Linked DNA regions of Sus scrofa: all the other regions are linked to region 1. Evidence: chromatin contacts called from public Hi-C and HiChIP or PLAC-seq data. All regions are on one chromosome and are shown on one strand. Each heading gives the region's core, a stretch centred on a gene start, on an enhancer-like site or on the middle of the called end of the contact. The rest is flanking DNA. Distances are from core to core; before and after follow the strand shown.

Region 1 (2,700 bases), core at 195-2,694:
AGGATAAAGAAGATGTGGCACTTAACACACAATGGCATACCACTCGGTCATAAAAAAGAACCAATGAATGCCATGTGCAGCAACATGGATGGACTTGGAGGCATCATGCTTACTGACAGAAGTCACTTTCACTAAGACAAAGACAAATATTGTATGCCATCACCTGTATGTGGAATCTAAAACAAACCAGTGAACATGACAAAAAAGAAAAAGACCCATGGATACAGAGAAGACACTAGTGGTTACCAGTGGGGGAAGGAGCAAGACAGGAGGAAGGGATTAAGAGGTACAAACTACTGTATATAAAATAAATAAGCTACAATGTTATCTTGTACAGCACAGGGAATTAGGTAACACTGGTAATAACTATAAGTGACGTATAACCTTTAAAAATTATGAATCTCTATGCTGTACAACTGAAACATGTTATAAATCAACTATATCTCAAATTTTTTCAAAAAGGGGGAGAAACAGTACAGTTTTTACAAGACGCCCACTGAATGTCTTTCATACATCCTCAGAGAAGTCAGAAATAGAAAGTTCCAGATCCCAGGAACATGGAAAACCTGATCCCAAAAGGTAAAGTAACATCCTAGACTTGGAAAACAGGAAATTCTAGATGGTTTTTGGCAAAACACACGAGGCCCCGCCTTCTGTGTGTGTGTGTGTGTGTGTGTTAGATTTCTGAGTCTGTGCATTCCTTCCAATCTGAGAATTCTCTAAGGGCTGAGCCTGCTGTTCTCGAGGCGGCCTAGGAGTAACAGTGGCAACAAAACAGCCTACCCAAGAAAGAGCAAAGGATACTGTCCTTGCCGCTGCTTCGCAGAATCGCACATTTCAAAACCCACCCTGCAAGACAGGGCATCTCCCCGACGCCGGGGAAGCTCCTCTCCAGGGAGAGGAGGGTGGCTGTGCTTGTGAATGGGCGCCTCTGTCTTGGGCGTGATGGCTGGATAAGCCACGCTCCTGGGCTGGGCAGGGCTGCGCATCTTGGAAATACATGTTTCTTTGTTGCGATGGCTCCCTGGAGATAACAGCAGCGGCCCAGAGGCGAACACCCAACCACAACTCCAACATCCACACGGAAGGAGGGCATCGGGGGTGGGGATGCGAGAAATTCCATCTGCATGAAGTGTGCTGGGAAAGCCTGGCTGGTGAGAGCACGCGGGCGCTTACGGTGTTGCTGTGACTCAGCTGCTGAAGAAATGTGTGTGCGTGGGGAAGAAAACAGACGGCAACGAAACGGAGGAGTCATGCTTCTCATTGTTAAGGGGAATATATAGAAAATGCTACTGAGCGCCTAAAGCTGAAACGGAATACAAAGCACACACATTTCCCTCCAGCCCCGATTCATTTAAAACGGGAGCTGGCCATCGAGGCACCCGGCACAGTCGGCGAGGTGGTCCACGGGCAGGCCGTGTGCTGGCGTGCTCCTGGGCTGACGACAAGGTACCCGCCCCTCCCCAGCTCCCAGGAAGCCGCCAGGAAGGCTGTGCAGAGCTGGGGGGCGAGGAAGTTAGAATTTAGCTGATGCTCCTGCCCAGCTTCTCCTCCACAACAGGCCGGGAGAAGCAGAGTTTTTGTGGGTGTGCTATTCAAACAGGCAGGCCCTTGTGGTTTGTCTTTTGTTTAATTTGTTACAAGATCACACAGATTTTTTCAACAGAGTTTCAGAAAGTGTCTTGGGAAATCCACAAAAACGAGCTGAATCATCTAACCCAAAGCAGCCAGCAGCACATGGGACCGGCTCCTCCTCTTCTTTCTCCTGAGAGAAAGTGCCCAGCCTCGGTCAGATGTGAGCAAGGACGTGGAGACGGACTCAGGGTCGGCCAGGCCAGCCCGAGCAGAACACCAGCCCTGAAGACCCGAGGACTTTTCCTCGATGGGGGAGGGCACGTGTGACACAACCTCCCCAGGCTTCAGGAGCCCGGGCTGGTTCTGGGAAGACTGCAACCCAAGCAGAGGCCTCCTACGGGAACCTCTCTCCCTCCCTTCTTCCCTTCTCCCCCTGGCTTTTTTTTTTTTTTTTTTTTTCTGTCTCTTGTCTATTCTAGGGCTGCACCCACAGCATATGGAGGTTCCCAGGCTAGGGGTTCAATCCGAGCTACAGCTGCCAGCCTATGCCAGCACAGCAACGTGGGATCCAAGCTGCATCTGTGACCTCCACCACAGCTCACCGCAAGGCCGGATCCTTCACCCACTGAGGGAGGCCAGGGATCAAACCCGCAACCTCATGGATGCTAGGTGGATTCGTCTCCACTGCGCCACAATGGAAACTCCCCTTTTCTTTTTTAAACTCAGGTTCAGCGCATTTCTACCTAAGTCTGCAGAGCAGGTTGTGCTCCTCTTGGCCTGGGGCCTGGCCCTCTGATTAGAGGAGGTGGTAGGTGGGGCCTGTCTGCTCACATTCCAGCCCAAAGAGAACGCGGCTTCTTGCTTTGCAACAGGACTGGGTTTCAGGCCTCCGAGAGTTCAAACCAGTCTTCAAAAGAGTCTCAGTCAGGAAGAATGAAAGGAACCCGAGAGTGGAGGAGTCGGTTGGTGTTTTGACACTGTCTCTTTTCATTAGAGAGTCACATTTCGGGGAGGGAGGGGTTTCCCCTTTTGAAAAATGCTCCCGAAATGCCTGACTCACTGCGCTCTTGCGAGCAGTCAGCACAGTGCCTGGGAGTCTGGGGCAGGACAACCGCAGCCGCCAGG
Region 2 (2,700 bases), core at 163-2,662, 590 kb after region 1:
TGTGATGCCGAAGGGACTGAACAGAGAGGGAAACAGAGTAGACTGTGAAATACTCTCACGGATGTCAGAGGCAAAAAGAGGGGCCTTACGAGCGGCAAGATCTTCAACCGTGAGCAATTTAGACAGTGACCTAGCCCCGCGCGGTTGAGAATTTGTTTGGCAAATCATGGGTTCGATTTCCAGTTTAAAACTAGAGTAGGATGGATTTTTTGCCTATAAACAGCGCTACATGTAGAAGACGGATCTTGCTTAAGCAGCAGTATTTTTCAATTCCAGGTCACATCTCCTATGTTATGTCAACCACACCAGAATTAGTCTTTTTGAAAACAGTGCTTTGGTTTAGCTAAAGCCCAAGAAGGTATGTTTATTTCCTTAATTCATTCATCCTAGAGCTCTAGAAAGGGGTGTTTGGTTGTTTTTCAACTGGGATTTTTGCTTTTCTTTTTCTTACTTTGCCTCTGAAGTTAGGCATCCATTGATAAGCTAAGTGCGCAAAGCTGATTTATGCTAAGGGATTGCATCCTTATTGATTATCCTGTTTTTTCTATTTATATTGTATCTTTGCAACATCACTGTAAATCACTTGGTCAAATAACGCTTGCTTCCAGCTCTTTCGATGGTCCACAACACTGAGTATAAATGGCCTGTGAATTCCTCAAGCAGGGAGGAAATAGTTGTGTTTTACTGAAAGGGCACCCCCCCCATTAAGCCAGGGCGGGGGGCGGGGGTATTGGGATAGACTGGGAATTTGGGGTTCGCAGATGCAAACTATTGCCTTTGGAATGGATGAGCAATGAGATCCTGCTGTATAGCACCGGGAACTGTATCTAGTCACTTATGATGGAGGATAATTTAAGAAAAACAGTGTATATGTGTAAGTGTGACTGGGTCACCTTTGCTGTACAGTAGAAAATTGACTGAACACTGTACACCAGCTATAATGGGAAAAAATCATTGAAATAAATTTTAAAATTTAAAAAATATTTTGCTAAATTAAAAAAAAAAAAAAAAAAAAGCAGCCTGGAGGTGGGCTCCAAGGAGAAACCGAGAGATGTGAAGACAGTATAGGGTCTATTTGTATTGGAAATTTTTAAATTTTTATTTTTATTTTATTTTTTTTATTTTTTTGCTTTTGCTTTTTTAGGGCCTCTCCTGTGGCACATTAGTTCCCAGGCTAGGGGTCTAATCGGAGCTGTATTCGCTGGCCTACACCACAGCCACAGCAACTGAAGATCCGAGCCACATCAGCGACCTACACCACAGCTCACGGCAGTGCCGTATCCTTAACCCACTGAGTGCGGCCAGGGATTGTACCCGTGTCCTCATGGATACCAGTCCCGTTTGTCACCACTGAGCCACGACGGGAACTCCTGAGTCACATAATTTAAATCATTACACAACAAGGTCGCTCTGGTGAGTGTGAGCCTCGTGACAGCAGTGGATCTGGTGAAAACGTGGGCAGGCAGCACCCACTCTGTCCAGCTGCTTCGGAGAGGAGCCTTGGGGTCGAAGGAGAGGAGAACTGTCCAGAAGGAAGAGCAGGACCAGGCGGCCGGGGGCAGTGAAGAGGGGAGCACAGGGCTGTCCACGGGGAGGTGGGACCCCGCCAGGGACGCAGCAGCAGCTTTGAGTGAGCCGGGGAGAAGGGGGCAGGCCTCGCCCACGCTGCCTTTCTGCCCTTAACAAGGACGGATGCTGCGAGGAAGGGGTCCAGGCACTTTAACAGGTGCCTCCCAAACCTCACTGTGCACGGTTACCTGGGGCTTCCTGTTAGAACGCAGATTCTGACCGCTCAGCCTGCGATGGGCTGGAGAGCCTGCATCTCTAACCTGCTCCCGGGGACCCAGGTGTTGCCTGAACACAGTTTGAGGAACAGGTGTGACCCGAGGCCTGGCGGGGGCTAACGTGCTCAGAAACAGTCTGTGCGTGTGAGGTTTGGGCTGGTGTTGCCGTGGGGAGACGCCAACGTGCAGGCGGTGGAGGCCGAGCTCTTGGGGCAGAGAAAAGGCCCTGGTAGCCACGGAAGGAGCAGGTTCCCGCAGGAAAGGGGAGCAAAGAGTCACACGAGGGGCCCGAGTAAGCTTCCTGGGTTGGGGGTGAACCCTCCCACACCCCAAGCCGTCTGCGAACCCCCACAGGAGCATGCTCCCGGTTCTCTGCAATTCGACCTGAGTTTCTTCCTCACCGTGGATTCTCTTCTTTTCTTTCCCCTGAGCTTCAAGAAAGGAGGTTCAGGGCATCAGCACTGGGAGCTCGAGCCCAGGTTGCCCGTTTCTGCGGGGGTTTTGTCATCGCAAAAACCTACAGCTTTTCCTTCTGTGCAGGGAACGCCCAGCTCCTCTCGCCGGGTCTTTCTCTCCGGTGAGTCCCCTCGCTCTTCACCCACAACACTCTCACCTGCACCCTGCACCTCTCACCTTCCTGGTCGCCGGACGTGTGTGGGGAGGACGCCACCCTGGCTGGCGGTCGGACAGGCTCCTCAATCCTGACCCCGTTTATCTGGAGATGACGTGTCACACCCCACAGGGGAAGGGCTCAGTCCCACAGGAGTCTCCCCGCCACACACACACACACACTGTGGATGCCAGTCCCAAGTCCAGCTTGTCACCTCTCTTTCTGATCTCCTGGCTAAGGTCAGAGGTTCCAGTGACATTCTCCCGCTAGCGCGGCTCATGGCACCGGGGAAGCGCCGGTGTTCTC
Region 3 (2,700 bases), core at 37-2,536, 640 kb after region 1:
GGGGCCGCCAGGCAGCCCTGGCCGCAGGATCCTCTTGGACAACCGCAGCGGTCTTGCTGCGTCTTCTTATGCATGTGGTGTGTGCATGCTATGCTTCAGCATTTTTTAAACTCTTCCTTTGAGTAAATTAAAAAAAGTTTGTGAAAAAGTTTGCTCCAGGAAAAGGGAGCCAAAGGGCTCGCTGATTCTTTTAATTGAATAAGGGGGGGGGCGGGGAATGGGGAGCGGGAGGTGGGGGGGATAGAAGAGAAAAAGGTATAGAAATCAGTTAGCCTCATGGACGGCTAGATGAGGTCCCTTGCTATTAAAAACATCCAGAGTGAGCCCTGGGGGTGGCCAACAAAGAAAGGGGTTGCTATTATTTGGGTTCCTGTTAAAATCTGACCCCACAGGGTGCTTTAAATCTCCGTGACCAGGGCACTGCCCTCTCCGAAACAGCAGACCTTCAGATGTGCACGGGAGACGAGACCCGGGATACCATTTAGAGGCCTCTTTGACCAGGGAAGGTCACCGTGTGACCATTTCAGGGGGACACCTGCAGCACGGCTTTGTCAACAGGGCCTTGGATCTGAACAAAACACACGCAGTCACTTCCCACCAGGACGTGACACTCGGGGCCGGCCCTGAGCCGGGCACATCTGGAAGGTGGCTCTTTCAGGGGGGCGTTTTCTCTCCGTTCCACGTCCGGGAGCGGGTGAGCGAGAAGCGCTGCCTTCACAGCCCGACTGTGCGTCAGTGCCATCGGTCGGGGGTGCGGCCAGGGCGCTGGGGCGCCTTGAAGGGCAGGCGCGGAGCCTCCAAGGCCGCTGTTCTGAACCAGGGCCTGGTGGGGGTGGGGGCCGGGTCTCAGGCCGGCCGGGGCTTAAAAACGGGGGATAGAGATGCCACGCAAGGGCGACTGGGCGAGAGCCATCCCTCACCGGGCGTGATCGCAGTTGTCCAGCCGCCGCCCCGGTCGCTAAGGACACTGGCTCAGCCCGCGGGGACAGCCGTGCCGGTGGAGTCCAGGCGGCTCGGTCATGAGCGCTGCGGTCCCGCTGTTGTTAACAGCAGTCCCGGCGACCGTCCTCAAGGCCTGGGAAAATGTCCACAGGCATGAGCCCGCCTTCTGCGCATCCGAACTCTACGTGACTCAGGGTCACTTCTTCACATAAAGAACGCGGGGGCGGCAGCTTGGGGGAGAAAGGACTCAACGCCAGATCGCCCACGTTCAAGGGTGAGCGTCCCGGTCCCGCTGCACGAGGGCTGTGCCGCCGAACGCACAGGCCTGTCAGCTTTTTGTGCGGAATCCTGCCAGGGGAACCCGCGCGCTTGCGCTGGGTGAAGGCAGCGTAGACCAGTGGGCGTGGGCCCGAGGCGCCTTGAGTTCCCAACCTTTACTCAGAAGAAAAACGCCCAACGGCGCTGGACTTCTACCGGGAAGTTTTCTGGGTCCCGGAGAAGGACGTGTCTCCCGCTGCAATTAACTCAGAAGACGCCCCTGCCTCTCGGGGCTGCGGCGCTTGCAGAAGGCCCGGACTGGATGAGCGCCACATACGTCCCCACGCGACGTTGTCCTTCCTTTTAAAAATCATTCCGGGAATCGTTTATTTTCTGGAGTGGGTCGTCTTTATTTGTTTACCCTGGAAACCACAGTTTGACATGCTGTCTTTCGTTCCTGGCGAGGCGATGCGAAAGGCAGAAAAACCCCGCTTGTTTGCAGTGCCAGGGATAAAACACTTGACTGAAGGCCAGGTGCGCTGCCCCCAGAACCTTCCCATCGCCTCTGAGGGACGAACATACATCCTGGATCCGAATCCTCGGCAAGTTCAGGAGGTTAGAGGTGACTCAGTCTCCACGAATGCAGTCTGGTCTTATTTTAAGAAGGCCTCTGAGTCATGTGGAGTTGTGTCAAAACATGTGTTATGTTATGTTATTTTAAAAAGGCAGCTTGGAGGGAGGAAATTGAACCATCTTTTTTTCAGAAAACCTGCCCTTTAATGGAAGAAAAGGGCAAGTCAGTTTCCCACACATCTCCCTCGGTCCCGCAGGCTCTGCTTTGACCCCACACGTATATTCTTCATGGGCTTTGCTATTACCATACTTTCTTGGAGCGTTTCAAGTTTGCAACTTGAGCTGTTCTGACTTCATATTTATTGTTCGATGTGGTTACAGGCACCGCTTAAGACTGAATAACATGTACTATCGCTCTATTATTATCTTGATTGATTAGCTACCCGGTGTGATGGTTCTACAGCTACATGCACTATTTTTATCAATATAAAATATGCATAATTTTAAGAAACTTTGGTGTTCTCAACTCAAATATAGGAATAGAACCGATCCTGTGGCTATTTCGGAGTTGTGACAATGTACTTGAAAGTCCCTGGGAAAGTGGCATGTCTTGGGGGTCAGTCAGCACAGGTCACAATGGGCTATTGGGCTGGTTAGGACCAGCTTCGCAGATCTCGCTGCGGCCTGCGGAGGGGCAGGCCTGCCCTGCAGGTGAGCAGGTCTCACTCGGTGACTCCCCTCTGGCACCGTGATCTCCCTGGCCTTCCCAGGTCACTGCCCGAGGGCCTGGGGGGGAAGAGCCCCGAGAGGAGAGGGAAGCCCAACCAGGATGGCCGGGGTGCCTGGCGCGTTCCCAGTGCTGTTCTTGCTTTGAGGCTGAACACAGAAAGCCAATGGCCTGGGAAGAGTCGGGGACCAACTGCCTAG
Region 4 (2,700 bases), core at 133-2,632, 510 kb after region 1:
TTAATAAGTTTAAATTTAAATGGCCTCACGTGCCCTGTGGGAGGCAGAGCTTGGGTGATGACCCTGGCGGAGAGAGAGAGGGAGAGAGGAAAAGAGAGAGAAAAAGGATGTTTCTGAGAGAAGCGACTGCGAGTGAATTTTGTAGAACAAGACTCGGGAGAGAACAGATTCCTTACTTTCAAATATCAATACATTTGAAAGGCTAATTAAGAAAAACACAACAGCTACACAAAGAGAATTATCTTTTACAAAATTTTTTGAGTCGAGTGGTATTGAAGTACAAGTGTAGGAAAATTATGTAATTTCACGTACAGTTAAGTGGAGGAGTCTGGATTTTAACCCGGATGAATTCATATAATATTTACTATGTATATTACAGTATTTGAATACATATTTATTTGTGTATAACTTAACTGCCAATGCTATCTGCTTGTCTAGGATATGCTGATCTTATATTGACTATCAGCTCTGTGCAGAGACATACCAATATATATATAATAATAACAATAAATTTATACATTAATATTATAATGTATTTATACATGCACATTTGTAGAAATATGTACATTCCCATGCATACTATATGTATGCAACTGGGAAAGTTCACCGGTCAGGAAGAATGTTTTCTAAATGAGGAGCCACCTTCCCGCATGAGACACTGGGAGTCGGTGAAGGCCGCGATAAAGGTCTCAGAATGGCTTTACACGGCTTGATATGATACGTATTCTTTTCATTTTGGAAGCTGGGCCCTGATTAACACCTTTTTCCCGCAGCACCTGAGCACCGCGAGGGAACCTGGAAGACGTGCCTCATTTGCTGACAGCCAAGCTTCCGCAGCTACCTTTCCATGGGTCACTGACCTTCCTCTCCAGACCGAGGCCGTTGTGGTCACCTGATGTGGTCACCACATCAGTGTCAGGCGTATCGGTCGCTATTTTAATTCTGCTGGTTTCAATGAGGCCTTAAACACTGAGTCAGGAATCAAAGGTTGAAGGGACTTTAGAGACTGACCCCGACGCCGTACTCGGAGATGAGGAAGCAGAGGCTTATCACAGGGAAATGATTGCCTGAGGTCTTGGAACAGCGGGATGGCTCTGAGTTCATTCTCAGTGGCTCACGTCCTGAGTTTACGTTTTTATGATATGGTGGATTTGTTTATCTGTTGGCTCAGATTCTTATATAATTGGTGATTGATATCTGTCTTCCTCGTTCAATGTCCTTCCTTCCTTGCTGAAAGAGAAACATAGAGTTGGAGAAAAACACCTCTATAGAGAATAATAATAAAATTTCTGCAAAAACAGGAAACTTGTCAACGCGACGCCCTTTGCAGTGATGGGACAAACAGGAAGTGAATAGAGTAAGTCGTGAGGCGAGTGGCCTGGTCTCCCGCCTCCGCTCGCTAAGCACGTATTCGGGGCCAGGGCCTCTGCCCTGGGTGGAGGCGGCCCTGGTGTTAGGGAGATTGTCTCTGCCTTTGGTGCACTTACTCTGTTGAGAGGTCACGTCAGTCTGCCAGGGCTGCCACAGCGAAAGACCACAGACGGGGGGCCTACCCGCGGATTCTCCCCCAGTTCTAGAGGCCAGGGGTCTTAGATCACGGTGGGGGCCGGGCTGGGTCCCCTGAGGCCTCTCTCCTGGGCGGGTGGACCCCATCTCCCCCACTCCCCAACCCCTGCCACGTGCTCACATGGTCACCCCTCTGTGAGCCTGTGTCCTGGCCTCTTCTTACAAGGACACCAGCCCTGTGGGTTAGGGTCACCCCAATGACCTCGTTCTAATTAATTACCTTTTAAAAGAACTTGTCTCCACACATGTCACATTCGGCAGCACCAGGAGGGTCGAGTGTCAACATGTGAATTTCGGGGGACACCTTTCAGGCTGCATGTATCTCCCAGGTATCATTTTTACAACAAAACAGAATATCATGCTGCCCTTTTCAGAAATTTAGGCTTGGGGGGGTGGGGTGCCATGTTCCAGAGCGCACGACTCTGGATGGAGCCAGGCTCGAACACACCTTTGTCCAGTCTCTCCCACGTCCCCAGCGGATGGATGTGAACCTAACATCCAACGGGACAAAGAAGGGGCTCAGCGTACCTCCCAGGAGTGGACCTGGGGATGGCATTTCATGGCCAGGCCTGCTCCTGTTTCATCTCCAAGCTTTAGGATCTTCAGCAGTAACTGCTGCTCAGAAATGAGTCTCGGGATGCGGCGCCAGAAGGTGGCCTGACTTTCTGGAGCGAACTGCGGTCCCAGGCTTGTCAAGCACCCACCTGCATCCTCATCTTTACATTAAGGAAGTCGTAGGAAACACCCTCTATCTTTCAGACCTAATGTGTCTGCATTTTTGTCATGAGTGATAACATTTTTTTCCCGCTTAAGTAGTAAATAGGAGAAAAAAAAACCCTGCCGGAAATCTTGCTTCAAAAATAAAGCAGACAAAAACCCAAGACTAGAAATATGATATTTTAAGAGTAGTATTTGGTTCATTTTATTTTATTTGTTTATTTAGTTTTGCTATTTAGGCATATGGAGGTTCGCAGGCTAGCAGTCCAAGTGGAGCTGTAGCCGTGAGCCTACACCACAGTCACAGCAACGCCAGATCCAAGCCACGTCTGTGACCTACACCACAGCTCACGGCAACGCGGGATTCTTAACCCACTGAGCGAGGCCAGGGATCAAACCTGCAACCCCATGGTTCCT

The links. A called contact is a pair of places that touch in the nucleus more often than the background predicts. HiChIP or PLAC-seq counts read pairs in DNA pulled down with a chosen protein or histone mark.
Region 2: an H3K27ac HiChIP or PLAC-seq map of alveolar macrophages shows a contact between it and region 1. The contact joins two enhancer-like sites. A contact is called at or near these places in 1 of 47 Hi-C or Micro-C datasets (embryonic fibroblasts) and 1 of 2 datasets of contacts at active chromatin or transcription factors (alveolar macrophages).
Region 3: a contact with region 1 is called in a Hi-C map of embryonic fibroblasts, with 3 times the contacts expected there. The contact joins two enhancer-like sites. A contact is called at or near these places in 1 of 47 Hi-C or Micro-C datasets (embryonic fibroblasts) and 1 of 2 datasets of contacts at active chromatin or transcription factors (alveolar macrophages).
Region 4: an H3K27ac HiChIP or PLAC-seq map of alveolar macrophages shows a contact between it and region 1. The contact joins two enhancer-like sites. A contact is called at or near these places in 1 of 47 Hi-C or Micro-C datasets (embryonic fibroblasts) and 1 of 2 datasets of contacts at active chromatin or transcription factors (alveolar macrophages).

The regions. Positions count from the first base shown.
Region 1 is chr10:66,775,890-66,778,589 of Sscrofa11.1, reverse strand. No RefSeq gene overlaps it. Among named protein-coding and RNA genes, the nearest start is that of PITRM1, 220 kb to the left of the region's middle. Within about 2 kb of position 1,444, at least 19 of the 83 cell types and tissues checked have an H3K27ac peak or open chromatin away from gene starts, as enhancers often do. A contact at or near this core is called in alveolar macrophages and embryonic fibroblasts, where this site is marked.
Region 2 is chr10:66,188,548-66,191,247 of Sscrofa11.1, reverse strand. No RefSeq gene overlaps it. Among named protein-coding and RNA genes, the nearest start is that of KLF6, 300 kb to the left of the region's middle. Within about 2 kb of position 1,412, at least 4 of the 83 cell types and tissues checked have an H3K27ac peak or open chromatin away from gene starts, as enhancers often do. A contact at or near this core is called in alveolar macrophages, where this site is marked.
Region 3 is chr10:66,133,342-66,136,041 of Sscrofa11.1, reverse strand. No RefSeq gene overlaps it. Among named protein-coding and RNA genes, the nearest start is that of KLF6, 350 kb to the left of the region's middle. Within about 2 kb of position 1,286, at least 27 of the 83 cell types and tissues checked have an H3K27ac peak or open chromatin away from gene starts, as enhancers often do. A contact at or near this core is called in alveolar macrophages and embryonic fibroblasts, where this site is marked.
Region 4 is chr10:66,263,378-66,266,077 of Sscrofa11.1, reverse strand. No RefSeq gene overlaps it. Among named protein-coding and RNA genes, the nearest start is that of KLF6, 220 kb to the left of the region's middle. Within about 2 kb of position 1,382, at least 18 of the 83 cell types and tissues checked have an H3K27ac peak or open chromatin away from gene starts, as enhancers often do. A contact at or near this core is called in alveolar macrophages, where this site is marked.